Linked DNA regions of Mus musculus: all the other regions are linked to region 2. A link is a contact called in public HiChIP or PLAC-seq and promoter capture Hi-C data. All regions are on one chromosome and are shown on one strand. Each heading gives the region's core, a stretch centred on a gene start, on an enhancer-like site or on the middle of the called end of the contact. The rest is flanking DNA. Distances are from core to core; before and after follow the strand shown.

Region 1 (3,274 bases), core at 725-3,224, 150 kb before region 2:
CACACACACACACACGCCAGTTCCCAACTAGATTGCATGCAGATTGCAAATTCTCTGAAACTGTCACGGGAATGTCTCAAACCCAGCCAAGAAAGAGTCTGGGGCAAGCATGTACTCACTAATTGCTGGCCTCGGTACAGAAGTTCAGAGTTTGATGTAGGCAACAGCTCTCCCCGGGGTTTGCCTCTGGCCAGCTGAGACTCATGAAAGTATGCTCCTGAGTTATCAAAATATGTATACCTTTTCTGACGCTCACTGTAGTCACCCAGGAGTGTGGAAAGAAAGAGGAGCATGGTTTCAAAGAAGCCACTAACCTTCCCCAAAGTATCAAAAAAAAAAAAAAATCCCCTGGTACAGTCACCTCTGAAAGTGTACAAAGGCCCTGTGTGTGACTAAAAATCCACTCGCACGACCCGCAGACCCCCCGGACTCACACTGCCGTGGTATCCTTAGGTGCCGGAATTTCACACCGACCACATTTGGCAGGAAAAGAGAAAATGTATCACACACGCTCCACCGTGCTCATGAGGCAGGTCTGGAAAGGGTGGAGTTACCTCAAAATCCAGAAGTACAAGAGAACAAGAGGGAAGGAAGGGTGGTTTTTATGACTTGTCACTGTCAATGTCTCCAACCTTATGTCCCAGTCCGAGCTCCTGGCCTCTAGTATCATCCCTGAGCTCGCAGTCCAGGACTCCTCTCACCCTGTAAGGGTTCCGATGTCATATTCCCCAAAACCCAAACCAAAGGCCCTCGGGTCCCATTGTCTGTCTGCCTGGGCTCAGGATGAAGACTGAAGGAGAGGGTAGGTTGCTTACACCTTCAAGGGAAGACTTATCCAGGCTCTGGGACCAAACAATGGGTAGAATAGGTGCTCAGAAACTTCTGGTCCGTGGCAGCGAGCCCTCAGAGCCCAAATCCACCTGCCCACTCAGAACCCAGCAAACCCCATGTGTCCAAAAGGAGACACCGTGCCTGGAGTCTGTGGGAAGCTGTTCTCCTAGGTGCCAGGAAGGCTCCAGGTACCCTAGAGGAATAAAGTGCTGTACAGTGGGAAGGACCTGTCACAGCGGAGAGCAGAGATCGCAAGGGGCAGGTGTGAGGAAGGGCTGAGGATGCTTCCAGGGCCCTTTGAATCTGGCACCTGCAAATGCGCTCCTGGTTTCTGGTTTCCTAAAAACCTACCAAGGCACTGACTCCTCTACTGGCGACGGAGCCCAACGGTCTAGCGCCCCCCACCCGATTCCGGTCCCTCTGATCCGTCAGGGTGGGAGAGCAACCAGGGGTCGAGGGGGTGGAGGGACTCCCAGTGGACGGGCGGATCCGTACTCACAGGCGCTCGGTGTTCCGTGGGATGTTCTTGGGGATGGCCTGCAAACCCGTGCCGTGGCAGTCCACCGTAGTGCCGGTGCAGGTGCAGAGGGCGGGGCACGCCGTGGCCCCCAGGCGCCACGCGGCTGCCCACAGCAGCAGCCACAGCTCCGGTCGGCTCAACCCCGAAGAGGACCCGCGCTGGGGCGTTAGCGCCATGGTGCCTTCGCCGTGTCCCGTTCGCGTGCCAGACGGCCGCAGCCGCTGACCATCCCCGTCCGGGGCTAGCTCCAGGTGCTATCCCCACCGAAGGACCGAAGAGCCGGTGGAATCGTGCGATGCGCCCTTGCGGATCGAGTGGTACCTAGATGCTCCCAGCGACAGCGTCTGTGCGTAGACCCAGGAAAGGCGTCTTAAGCGGAGGGCGCTCAGCTCCTCTCCCAGTGCTCGCTGCCGGCGTCTCCCTCTCCCTCCAGCTCCCAACTGACTGCTGTGAGGAGGAAAATGGGCAGGCCCCGCGCGCGCGCACACACACACACCTCGCGCGCGCGCGCACACACACACACACACATACACACTCACACCCGCACGCTCGCTCACACCCGGCAGTCATCCATCAATCGAAAAGCACACTTCCAGGGCCAGACTCCTTCCCGCCCTCCCCCCCAAGCACGGACCACCGCCCGCCTCCTCCCCACCACTTCTCTGCTGCTACAGAGGTCCAGCCGCTGGCATACAGTTTCAAAGGTGCAACCTCCCAGGCGCCAAGGGCTGCGGGGGCCCGGGGAAGGGGGCTTACAGACTGGACCTGCTCTGTAAGCTACACACACACACACACACACACACACACACACTGCAATGATGTGTACATTTAGACCAGTCACTTCAGTACCCTCAGCTACTAGGGCAGAGGAGCAAAAAGATTTTTTTTCCCTACACCTTCCCTTCCCTGGGACCACAGACTTCCCCAATGGCTGAAGAGGTCACCGGGCCCCACCAACTTCCTTTGTCAACTGTTGGTGAGGCTTCTTGTACCAGATGGCCTCTCCAAGCTGTCTTTCCTTGCCCAGCCTGGGACCTTGAGGGAAGAGACTTGAGAGAATATAAAAGCCTCAGGCCAGGTTAGTCTTCTCCCTCAACACATACTCTCCCTAAAGGCAGAACCCAACCTCTTCCGGGAACAGAAGCCAGCCAGCTGGGATGACAGGAGTCCTGACAGGACTTTGTAAGTCCGGAGGGGAGGTGTTTTCTACACAAGCCTCTCTACTGGTATACCAATAGGAAGCCACCTTGGAAATCCAGCAACTAGCCTCTCCACATCTGGCAGGTGGAAACAGAAGAAAAGGAATATTTGGTCCTCTCAAAAGGCCAGAGTGGAGAGAACACAGAACCTGTTTAGAAGAAAAAAACACCACCCAGTCAACTGGTACCTGAATAGGACCTCGGGCCTCACAGCCCCATGGGCAAGGAATTTTCTTATTCTGACAGAGTTGGGGATGTGGGTGTGAATAGGAAATCCAGTGAGGGACAGAATTCCCTCCAACCCCAGAAAAGAAAGCACCTCCCCCAAAACGGACAGCTGTGGCTCTCTGGGTCTCTAAAGAGCTGAGCTCCGGATGTGAGGGAGATCTGGCTGAGACATCTGTCATCCCATTGATCAACAGGGTTGATCTGGTGATCTGAGTGTCACTGTGGGTGTCCCCTTCCTCCTATTCCACACCATGTGCATCCCTTCCAAAGCTTTGCACTCAAAGAGAAGGACTTCCCCCCCCCCCCCCCCCCCCCCGATAAAGATGGCTCTGTCGAGCATTCCTCTGTTGGAAACTCCACGCAAGCTTTGGAGTTCGTGTTGAGCTGAGCTCCGGGAGTCAGGGCCCTATGTGCAGATAACAACTGGGCATCAGAAGTAGCTCAGATGGTCAAGAGTCAAAAGCCCCCCTAGTGGAGCTACTGCAGGGTCCCCCTT
Region 2 (3,512 bases), core at 153-2,652:
AAAGGTCTCCCTAAAGTTGTCTTCTGACCTTCATGCCCATGCTGTGACACGCACAATCAAAATTAATATGCTTTGTTGAGCATGAAGACACAAACCTTTGACCCCAGCACTTGAGAGGCAAAGACAGATTGCTCTCTATGGCTTTGAAGCCAGTCTGGTCTACAAATGGAAACTTTGTCTCAAAAAAATAAACAAAAAAATTTCAAACATATATGAACATTAATTACCACACACGATTTTTAAGGGGACTCTGCCCAAGAGTGTATGTGAGGGGCACAAAGGGTAAGAGAGATGACACATCATCCAGAAATACCAGTTGCTGTCACCAGAGCTGTATGAAAGTCATCTTGAATGTGCCCTGCCTACTGCCCTACAAACTCAGCAACCAATCTCCTACCTCCTTGTGAGCAGCTGAGTTGGATTCCCAGAAGCGCTGCACTTTGCTGAAAGTGACATTTGTACAGTCAGACAAGCCACTCAGAAACGTGCCCGAGGACTTCTCGGTGAAAGCCACCTCTGGATCTTGGTCCATGGTCGTCTCAGGGGCTTGGCTTTTGCCCAGGCTCAGGGTCCCCGACTGCAGCTCATTATGCAACTTCACAGCATCAACAGTCAGGTCGCTCTTTCCTGAGAACCAGAGTAACAAGGTAATGGCCCCATTTCCACCCAAACTTCCTTTAGCTGAAGGAACAGAACCCCTAAGAAACAAACCAGAGGGTTTAGACCCCCCCAATCCCAGCGGCAGGATTCCAAACCAGGCTTGCCTGCACAGCCCTGTGTACGCTTGCAATTTTCAAGGCCAAGAGAAAGGAACCCCAGATCTGTTTCTGCTTCCCTGTACTAAAGGCACAGGGACATCCAGAGCCAGGGTCGTATACTGTACGGAGACACCCGAAGGCTGAAGATGTGGGTTAGTAGTTGAGTGTTTAGTTAGCGTGCACAAAGTCCTGGGTTCGCTCCCTGACACTCCCTCAACATATACATAAATCTAAAGGGGCATCCAAGGGTAGTGACGGCCGTGTCCCTGAGACCGCGGTATCCTAGACAAGTCATTTCCCTTCAGAGGACAATTTCCGCATCTGTCAAACTCGAGGGGCGGGCCTTCACAGTGAGCGCCAGGACTGACATTACAAAGTGGCAGGCCGAATGCCACAAGATGCCGCCCAAGGAGTCCCACGGCCCGGCTACCTGACGGGCGGCTGAAGAAGCGGCTCCGAGCGGCCTGGCGATGGCGGCAAGTGGCGGGGTTGCTGTCGCTGCTGTGGCCTTTCTTCCAGCGCTTCAACTTGGCCGAGACACCAGAGGGCAATTTCCCCGAGCGACCCATGTTGACCAAACGGTGGCTCGCACTCGCCCAGAGAACAAGCGTCCACACACGCCGAAAAGACAGCAGAAGCCACGGCAGAACCCACGTGTGTGTCCTCAGCCGGCTCCGCAGCCCCTTCCTCTGATGTCACTTCCTGTCTCCAATCTGTTACCATGGCAAAACCAATCAACATCCGTTCTGAGGCTTCCTATTTGCTTTGCGATCTTAACGCTGGGGAAGGAGTTCTGGTGTTTCGGATGCTGTGTGGGCTCCTGATGCACCGCCAAGATTCGTGGCCGTGAAGGAAAACCTTGTAAAACGGGAATTTCTTTGGAATTAAAAGACAAATTTATATTACTCTCAAAGAATCAGTTGTTCAGCCGGGCGTGGTGGCGCACACCTTTAATCCCAGCAGAGGCAGGTGGATTTCCGAGTACGAGGCCAGCCTGGTCTACAAAGTGAGTTCCAGGGCAGCCAGGGCTATACAGAGAAACCCTGCCTCGAAAAACAAACAAACAAACAAAAATCGGTTGTTCAAGCGGAGCGGTGGTGTCCGCACGCTTGTAATCCCGGCAAACTGGAAGACTGTCGTGAGTTTAAAGCCAGCCTAGTCTCCACACTGCGAGATGCAAAATCCTGTCTAAAAACAAAAATAACAAAATAAATACATCAGTAATCCCAGCGCCTAGGTAACAGACGTTGGTTGATCTCCGTAATTTCAAGGCCACACTGCTCTAAATATTGAAATAGTGAACTCCAAGACATTCAGGGCTACACAGTGAGAACCTGTCTCAAAAAACAGAAACAAACAAACAAAAAACCCTAATAAAGTTTAAAAAAGAAAACAATAATCAAAAACTATGGATGTATAACAAATGAAAACATCTTGGCCTCACGAGAGATAAAAGCAACAACTAGTGCCCACGACTTGCTTTGCAAATTGAAACCACAACGGAATAACGACAGAAAGGAGCAGTGGTGGTGCCCTGTTGCCAAGAACACAGCCCTGATGTCTCCATGTGCTGCTGTTGGTTGATATGGGCACTTTGGGAAACTAGTACTATTTTTAAAAGATGTATTTCTTAAGTTATGTGTACACCCGTGTGATGGTATGAATTCAGGTGCCTGTGGAGGCCGGAAGCATCAGACCCCCTGGAGCTGGAATTACGAGCAGTTATGAGCTGTCTGAGGGTGCTAGGAGAAACCTGTCTCAGGTCTTCTGCAAGAGCTGTGTGTGAGTACACTATCACTGTCTTCAGACACACCAGAAGAAGGCATCCGATCCCATTACAGATGGTTGTGAGCCACCATGTGGTTGCTGGGAATTGAACTCAGGACCTCTGGAAGAGCAGTCATTGCTCTTAACCACTGAGCCATCTCTCCAGCCCTAGCATGAACTCTTCACTGTTGTTAATTCATCTCTCCAGCCCCTGCTCCCTGTTTGTATTTTGAGGTCTCGTGTGACCTATGTTGGCCTTAAACTCACAGCAATTCTTCTGCCTCTGCTTCGTGAGTGATGGGATTGCAGGCATGAGCCCTAACATCTAGCTTGGTCTAGTAGTATCTAATAAAACATATGTCCACTCTACCCAGCAATTCATTCCTATATATACACCCAACAGAGACGATTACTTACTTGCTAAAAAAGAGATAGTTGAGAACTAGAAGTGACCAAACACCCATCAACAGAATAGGTCAGATTCACTGTGATATAATGATATGTAATGGAATATTTTATCATTTTTAAACAGCAGCTTCTGCATAGTATACACAGAGATCTGCTATGTGCGTGTATGATTCAAATTAAATGGAAGACTCCAGACATAAAAGAATGTAGCCAGGCAGTGGTGGCGCACGCCTTTAATCCCAGCACTGGGGATGCAGAGGCAGGTGGATTTCTGAGTTCAAGGCCAGCCTGGTCTACAGAGTGAGTTCCAGGACAGCCAGGGCTATACAGAGAAACCCTGTCTCAAAAAAACAAAAAAACAAAAAAAAATGTGTATTGTATGATTCTATTAATTAAAAAAACAAAAGGACCCCAGTATTGGAATCTGGTACCAGCTGAGAGTAAGCACAGTAGATGTAGTTATAGTCTAATATCTTAGGGGTTTACATAGATGTATTCACCAAGTAATGGTTGTGTATTATATACTTACCTGAATGTATCTTAAAAAATAGAGGGGCTGAAGAGATGGCTCAATGGCCC
Region 3 (3,653 bases), core at 649-3,148, 130 kb before region 2:
ATTTCCTTAATTGAAGAAAATGGTCCTCACAAGAAACACTTGTCACTTGCTAAGTCCTAAAAAGTTATTAGTTATGGTCCAGCAAGATGGCTCAGCAGGTCAAGGTGCTTGCTGCCAAGGCTGACGACCTATAGTCACTCCCCATTCACAGGGTAGAAGGAGAGAATTGACTTCACCAGGCTGTCCTCTGGACATCCACATACATGTCAAGGTGTGTGTGCATGCATACGCACGAGCACACACGCATGTGCGTACACACACACACACATAAAGAAATGTAATTTGAAAACTGGTAGTTACTACATACAAGATATCAGGTTTCATTGTGACATTTACACACATACATATCTTTATACTGTTTATGCTCGCCCGCCCTCACCCCCTCCCTCACTCCCCACCCCCCCATCAGTGACCTCAGTTGGTCCCTTTGCTCCTCTAAAACCACTCCCCTTCTGTTCGCTACTATTACATCTTAGTGCCTAAGCTTTAAATGTGCACATTAACTTGTTGTTAAAGATGTATTTATCATACATAAGTACACTGCAGCTGACTTCAGACACATCAGATCCTATCACAGATGGTTGTGAGTCACCATGTGGTTGCTGGGAATTGAACTCAGGACCTTCGTAAGAGCAGTCAGTGCTCTTACTCACTGAGCCATCTCACCAGCCCAACTTGTTGCCTTTTAACAGAGTGTCCTCTACATGGGCATTAGCCTGTAGGACAGGAGGAAACAGGTGTGTTATTCTAGACTAAGGAGTGTTTATCTGTGTGTGTGTGTGTGTGTGTGTGTGTGTGTGTGAGAGAGAGAGAGAGAGAGAGAGAGAGAAAGAGAGAGAGAGAGAGAGAGGACAATTTTTAGGACTGAGTCCCCTCCTTCCACCTGGTATGACAACTCATCTGGTCTAGGCAGAATTTTTAATTGTGTGGGATATATCCAACTCGGTTCACTTCTGTCTAAAATAAGCCAAAGACAGGACGATTTCAGGGCTTCCTCCACCCTTTCTACAGCTTACTGTCTAATGCGTTGAGTGAAAGGTCGCTTCCGCCACCTAGTGGCCAAAATGGTGATTACAGACACACTGGACCACTTTATGCCTGAAGGCTACATGTAGTTAGTCCGTTGAGTAAACACTAGAAATTAAATATGGGCTTTCTGACTTGAGATATAATGTCTGTGAAGATGTATGCTATATCTTGAAGACTCGGTGTGGAAAAAAAGTTAAAATATCCCACACTTTTTTCTGCTGACTTTTGACAATGGGAGGTGGAGGAAGTATGGGGGCCATAAGCGAGGAAGGGAAGGAGGGAAGGAGGAAGGGAGGGAGGGAGGCAGCTGAACGAGACCTCTAACCTCTTCCTTCCATGAGTCAGGTCACATGACACACACAGAGCATCCATAGACTGGAAGCACTCTGAAAGCCCATCAGGATCTCTCTAGCTTACTGTGTACACAGAGGCTGGACACCGGCACCCTGCTCGAACAAGATCCACTCTCCCCCCCCCTTGAGACAGGGCTCTCCCGAAGCCTGGAACACACCAGCAAGATCCACCTGTTGGCCCATCCTGCCTCAGCACTGTGATTACAGGTCCCCAAGTCCACAGTGGCTTTGACATGGGAGCAGGGGACCTGAACTCAGTGTCTGATGCTTGCTCAGTAAGCATGCTTGCCCACCGGCCCTCTCCCCCACCCACCCCCACTTCCATCTGCTCCTCTGATACTTACATTTACGGTGATTACATTTGTGACTCCTTTTTTAACATTAGATATCATGTTTGTAATATATGCAGTTATGTTCCATGGATGTTTCAGACAAGAGACTGCATACTACAGTGGTCCCAGAGTGTCCCAGAGCTGAAACTGCCACGGACTAGGGAAGTCATAACTGTTAGCCACCCAGTGGTATGTTATGAAATCACTGATGATTCTGGAGGAAAACAATCTACTTTGCCACAAGCCTTATGAAAGGGTAACCCACAACAACTATGAACAGTACACACATTCATTATGAGGGACTGCTCAGCACGCCATACTTTTTATCATTATTTTTTTAAAAGATTTATTTATTATATGTAAGTACACTATAGCTGTCTTCAGACACCCCAGAAGAGGGCATCAGATTTCATTACATGTGGTTGTGAGCCACCATGTGGTTGCTATTTGAACTCATGACCTTCAGAAGAGCAGCCGACGCTCTTAACCGCTGAGCCATCTCTCCAGCCTTTCTTATCATTATTTTAGGGACGAGGACTCTACTATTAAAACAAAACAAAAACCTTTCTGTAAAGCAGCATGGCCCACCATGCCAGGAGCATCCTCATACTCGATTTCCTGTGTCTCCTGGGGCCACATATGTCAGTACACTCTATGATGGCACACAACAGCAAAACTGTATAATGGTGCACTGCTCAGAATGAATTCTTATTTTGGTTTTAGTTTGTTTGGCCTTGTTTTGTTTGTTTGTTTGTTTGTTTTGTTTTGTTTTTTTCTGATACGGGGTTTCTCTGTGTAGCCTTGGCTGTCCTGGAACTACCTCTGTACACCAGACTGGCCTCGAACTCACAAAGATTAGTCAGCCTCTGCCTCCCCACCACCCAGCTCTTAGAATGTATTCTTGTCAATAAACAATGCACACCTATTTCATATTACACTTTTATCTCAGGCTATTTCTGCCCCCTCTGAGCCACTGCCATAGATTCTGATCATAAAATGTGATAACGTCAACTGTCTCGAGGACAGATGTGTCCAGAGTGCCCCAGCTGTGCCCATGTGGATACCTGAAGTCTTCCAAGTTCCTCTGCACTAGCTCTTTCAGCACACTGGCCCTGGACTCGTCACTCACTAGCTCTTTCAGCACACTCCTCTGGCCTATGATGGCTTCCTTTCTTTCTCTTCTGCCCACAGATTTGGTTTGACTGAATTCATTGTTCCTTAATATCAAGCCACAAAGCATAAAAACAACCTAAAAGGGAGTTGGGTGTCCTTTGTAAAACAGAGCCTGTTGGGGGCACATAGCCCAAGAGCTACTTCCACTCAATATGGAATAACTCAGAGCAAGTCAGCAACTTAGACAACCTGCACTCCTCAAGGAGTGGGGCCACCTACCCTGGGGCTCAAAGCTGTTGTTTTAGTTGTGGTTGTTTTGGTTTTTGAGACAAGATCTCTCTAAACAGCCCTAGCCTCCCTGGAACTCCATATGTATAGAGCAGGCTGGCCTTGAACTCACATAGATCCACTGCCTCTGCTTCCCAAGTGCTAAGATTAAAGATGTTATGCTACCATGCCCAGCCTCGGCCTTGTTTTGTTTTGAAAGAATCTTGTTTATGTCTAGGCTGGCCTCAACTCGTCCCTAGTATTCTGCCTCCCACGTACTAGGATTAGAGATGTGTGCTACCTCATCTAAGTAAATTTCCATCAGCCAAAGCCTCACTCATCCTGAACCCACCCACATCCCCTCCCTCCATTAGAAAACCCAGGACGAGCCCTTTGTAGAGTATCAAGTTCCTTAGGACAGGAAGCTACCTCTCTTCAAAGCAACGTGAGCCAAGAGACCAGTCAGAACCCACAGATATGAAACAGAAAAAATTTAATTCAGAATATTACATGAATATAAAAGACAATATATATGATTGTTTCTTTACAATTACATATA
Region 4 (3,473 bases), core at 115-2,614, 220 kb before region 2:
TTAAATGTCTTATCTGTATTTAAAACCCTGTGACAATGTATATTTAGAGTGTGGCCGGAGAACCAATTTTCTCACTTCCAACCCCCTAAAAGACACAATATTTGAATCTTGGCATCTCCCTACATTGACAGTAAGTGGCATTGTGCTGTGTGATTTGACCTGGGAAGTGTGTTCCAGCATCAGGGGACTCTTCCTAGCCCTTGGGCTGAAGTGGCACAGAGACTCCTCCAACTCAAAGACGTGCTTCACAAGTCACTGGGCTGGGGTCTAGCAACCAGGGAGTCAGTGGAACCCCAGCTAGGAAGTGGGGTGCAGGGGACAGTTCTCCTGGGTACAGCTGATAAGTGTGTTGTCTGTAGAGTAGTAAATGATATGGTCATTCGGTCATGAATAACAACAACAACAACAATAAAACAAATAGCAATAAAGCGACACAAACACTAATAAAAGCTAACCTGCTTTTCACAACTATTGTGTGCTGGTAATTTTAGAGAATGTTAGCTGTTAAAATAGTGGACCTACTAAGGAGGCTCTGGTCACCACCTCACCTCCATGCATTGCCTCCCAGGCCTCGGATAGCCCCCCACCCCCACTCCCACCCCCACCCCTATCCTGTGCACATGGCCTGGAAGATCTTAGGCTCTATAGCCTGCTAGAGAGGAAAGCCTGACTGAACAGGGTCTGGAGTAGGCTTGTTTTAAGTGAATGGGTAGGTGCAGTCGGTAGTGCCAGGCACACAGTGTGTCCACCAATGGGAGCAGAACACAGTGAGAGAAGGGAGCTCTGGGTGCCCCAGGGGTCTGTACATGCTCCCACTGGCTACCATGTCCTCAGCGGTGAGGCAGGGCTCCAGGGAGGGCCTGGCTGGGAAATGCCCGTTAGAATCAGCTTCTCTTCTGGGACCACGTAGGGTGTTGCTCTCTCTAGAGCCCAAGCCACCTCCTGGGCAGCCAAAGGTTGCTTCCATCTCCCTTCCTAGATGGAAGGCTCCTCATTTCTCTTGCTACCCAGAATACTTAATTGCACCTCAGAAATGAAAAACATATTCAAGGAAATAAGACCCAGAAGGGAATTTAACTATGGCCTGGTTCACCTTTCTCTTTTGGAAAATGCGCAGAACCCAGAGTGGTCAAGTGACGTTCCTCGTCTCATCCAGCTCACGAGGCAGTATTCTTTCCATGCCCCACTAGCCACGTCTCCAGAAAGAGGCAGACATCACAGATGGGAAGTTGGGAGTTCCGCTCCTACTTGGGAGCCACCACACTCCCATTCTCAGATTCTAACAGTAACAGAACTGATGTCTGGGCTGACAGTGAACAGTGATGTCATTGTCTCAGTACCAGGAAGCACCGGCCTTGGGATGGGCTGAGTTTGCATTTCTGGGGTGCTGAGTCACAGCTAGTGGCTCTCCCCCTGTCTGATCACAGTGAGAGGTAGCCCAGTCAGGATTTAGTTAAGAGAACATTAGGACTGGGGACACACTGTAAGAGACTCAGATAACATCCTGTGCGCAAGCTCCTCCCCTCTGCCCAACCACTGTCACTCAAAGGGAGAGAAAGCAGGCCAGTATGTCAGCATTTACTGGACAGCTGAAACGGGGGTCCTGGGCCTGCAGTATAAGAATTCCAGGGGACACGGTACACAGGAAAGTTCTAGGGCACTGTGGAGACAGCCAAAGGGTGACCAAGGACGCAGGACAATCCAGATCAATGAGTTGTATACAGTCACTGACATTCATGCTTGGATGTGCATAACTCATACACACATTCAAATATATGCGCTCCCTGATACATGTGTGTCAATGTACATACTTACCCAGATGTGAGTGGAAATGTTTGTATACAGGTGAATGCACTCATTCACACATAGATGTGCGTGTACGTGTTCACTCAAAGACCCATCTGAACGCAAAGGCTCATTCATACACACGGTCACTTACACACAGTTGATTATGTGTGCTCATATATACATGTAAAGAGACATGCTCTGACATACATATGCAAATGTACACATTCACACATACATATGAATGTGTATTCTCACTCAAAGCCCTCAGTGAAACGCCTCTACCTGCTGAAGTCTCCCGGACCCTTCAGTTATGGGTTCAAAGCCCTATCACCTGCTGGCTGTCACCAGCAGGGGCCACTTCAGCTCAGTTCTCCCCAGACCCACACTTGATCCTCTTTGCTTCACCCGTGTAGCTGCTCTGGTGCCTTCTCAGGTCCTACCATTGTCACAGACCATCTAGAGACCATCTCTACACAAACGCTGCCTCCACAGCCCAGAGCCATGGGATGCCTCAACTGTTAGCCAAAAACATGGAGGCATCTCATCTAGACATCTGGTCATGTCCAAGCTCTTGCCCATGGAGAAACAGTGCCTGTCACTCATAAAGGGGCTCAGAATTAAAATGAAACAGACCCCAGGGCTCTCTCTGCAAAGCCAGTGCTTTGGGTCAGACTCAGCTGTTCACAGGCTGTGGCGTGAGGAGAGCGGGCGTGTAAATCACCAGTCTACAGAGAACACACTGCTGAGTGCTGGCTCGCTCGCTCACTCCCACACAATTTCCTGGCGGAGGCAGAAGAGACAAGATGGAACAGGGGTCAGACTCTTTCAGTTGACTGACCAATCAGAGGCAGATAAATCACAGGACGTGGAGCATCTGCGGAGGGAGCATCTTGCATGAGGAGCTCTGGATGAACCAGACAAAGACATAGGAACCACAATTCCCACAGGCTTTTTGGAAGCTCTGCTCTCTCTCTCTCTCTCTCTCTCTCTCTCTCTCTCTCTCTGTGTGTGTGTGTGGGGGGGGGCAGGCTTGTCCCCAAGCGTCCCTGCCCAGTACCACTTCACCAGCATCCGGCAAGCTGGCCGGACGGATTCTGGTCTAGAGACTTTTGCTAAGAGCAGGACCAAGAGAGTGAGGAAAGCAGAAAGCCAGCATCACAAAAGCAGACACCCAGGGAGACAGACGCCGTTGATGTCACTGCGCGAGGGTGCTCCTAGGTTTGGTTTGTCAACCTGCTCCATAGAGTCCCATTGGTTTTGGTTTGGGGATCCCTTCTTCCTGCTCTCTTTGGCTAGGAGGAAGGAAGCCTCTCTTTGCAAGGCCAGTCCACCCTCCCGACCAGCTGGTCTCAGCAGGGTGCAGGATTCCAGTCCCCTCCCCAGTCTGATATGATGACACAAAGCATTTAGGACAGAGCCATGTTCAGTCCCTGGGTCTCCCCTGAGGTGATGTCAGCTAGGGTTGCTGCAACCATCTGGAACACGAAGGGATTGAGCAGTGCTAAGGAGGCTGAGAAGAACGGACAGGAGAATGAACTATGAACAAAGAGATGGATGAAAGCAGGCTTTGGCATCATCCTCTGGGCCCTGCCCAGTTCTCCTCCGCAGCTCTGGGTGTTTATCACGTGCAAATGTCCCTGCCTTTGATCTCAGCAGCAGCCCGGGGAGCTCATTACTTCATCTTC

Evidence for each region. Promoter capture Hi-C pulls out the DNA fragments that hold promoters and counts their contacts. HiChIP or PLAC-seq counts read pairs in DNA pulled down with a chosen protein or histone mark.
Region 1: an H3K4me3 HiChIP or PLAC-seq map of embryonic stem cells shows a contact between it and region 2, with 10 read pairs. The contact joins the promoter of Slit1 here to the promoter of Rrp12 in region 2. A contact is called at or near these places in 2 of 39 promoter capture datasets (hippocampal neurons and pre-B cells) and 1 of 115 datasets of contacts at active chromatin or transcription factors (embryonic stem cells).
Region 3: a contact with region 2 is called in a promoter capture Hi-C map of macrophages, with 5 read pairs. The contact joins the enhancer-like site here to the promoter of Rrp12 in region 2. A contact is called at or near these places in 3 of 39 promoter capture datasets (hippocampal neurons, macrophages and pre-B cells), 1 of 484 Hi-C or Micro-C datasets (nephron progenitors) and 1 of 115 datasets of contacts at active chromatin or transcription factors (pancreatic cancer cells).
Region 4: a FOXA1 HiChIP or PLAC-seq map of pancreatic cancer cells shows a contact between it and region 2. The contact joins the enhancer-like site here to the promoter of Rrp12 in region 2. A contact is called at or near these places in 1 of 39 promoter capture datasets (liver), 3 of 484 Hi-C or Micro-C datasets (B cells, the C2C12 cell line and bone marrow-derived macrophages) and 2 of 115 datasets of contacts at active chromatin or transcription factors (embryonic limb bud and pancreatic cancer cells).

The regions. Positions count from the first base shown.
Region 1 is chr19:41,741,882-41,745,155 of GRCm38.p6, forward strand. It overlaps Slit1 (slit guidance ligand 1), which reads right to left and starts at 1,975. Exons shown (of 37, transcript NM_015748.3): 1 at 1,331-1,975. The coding sequence starts at 1,527.
Region 2 is chr19:41,894,751-41,898,262 of GRCm38.p6, forward strand. It overlaps Rrp12 (ribosomal RNA processing 12 homolog (S. cerevisiae)), which reads right to left and starts at 1,403. Exons shown (of 34, transcript NM_199447.2): 1 at 1,189-1,403; 2 at 398-627. The coding sequence starts at 1,327.
Region 3 is chr19:41,763,018-41,766,670 of GRCm38.p6, forward strand. Arhgap19 (Rho GTPase activating protein 19) reads right to left here. Exons shown (of 12, transcript NM_027667.3): 12 at 3,571-3,653. Among named protein-coding and RNA genes, the nearest start is that of Gm19424, 18 kb to the left of the region's middle. Within about 2 kb of position 1,899, at least 10 of the 459 cell types and tissues checked have an H3K27ac peak or open chromatin away from gene starts, as enhancers often do. A contact at or near this core is called in macrophages, where this site is marked.
Region 4 is chr19:41,673,192-41,676,664 of GRCm38.p6, forward strand. The region is part of intron 4 of Slit1 (slit guidance ligand 1); the gene reads right to left. Among named protein-coding and RNA genes, the nearest start is that of Gm34116, 16 kb to the right of the region's middle. Within about 2 kb of position 1,365, at least 40 of the 459 cell types and tissues checked have an H3K27ac peak or open chromatin away from gene starts, as enhancers often do. A contact at or near this core is called in the C2C12 cell line, bone marrow-derived macrophages and pancreatic cancer cells, where this site is marked.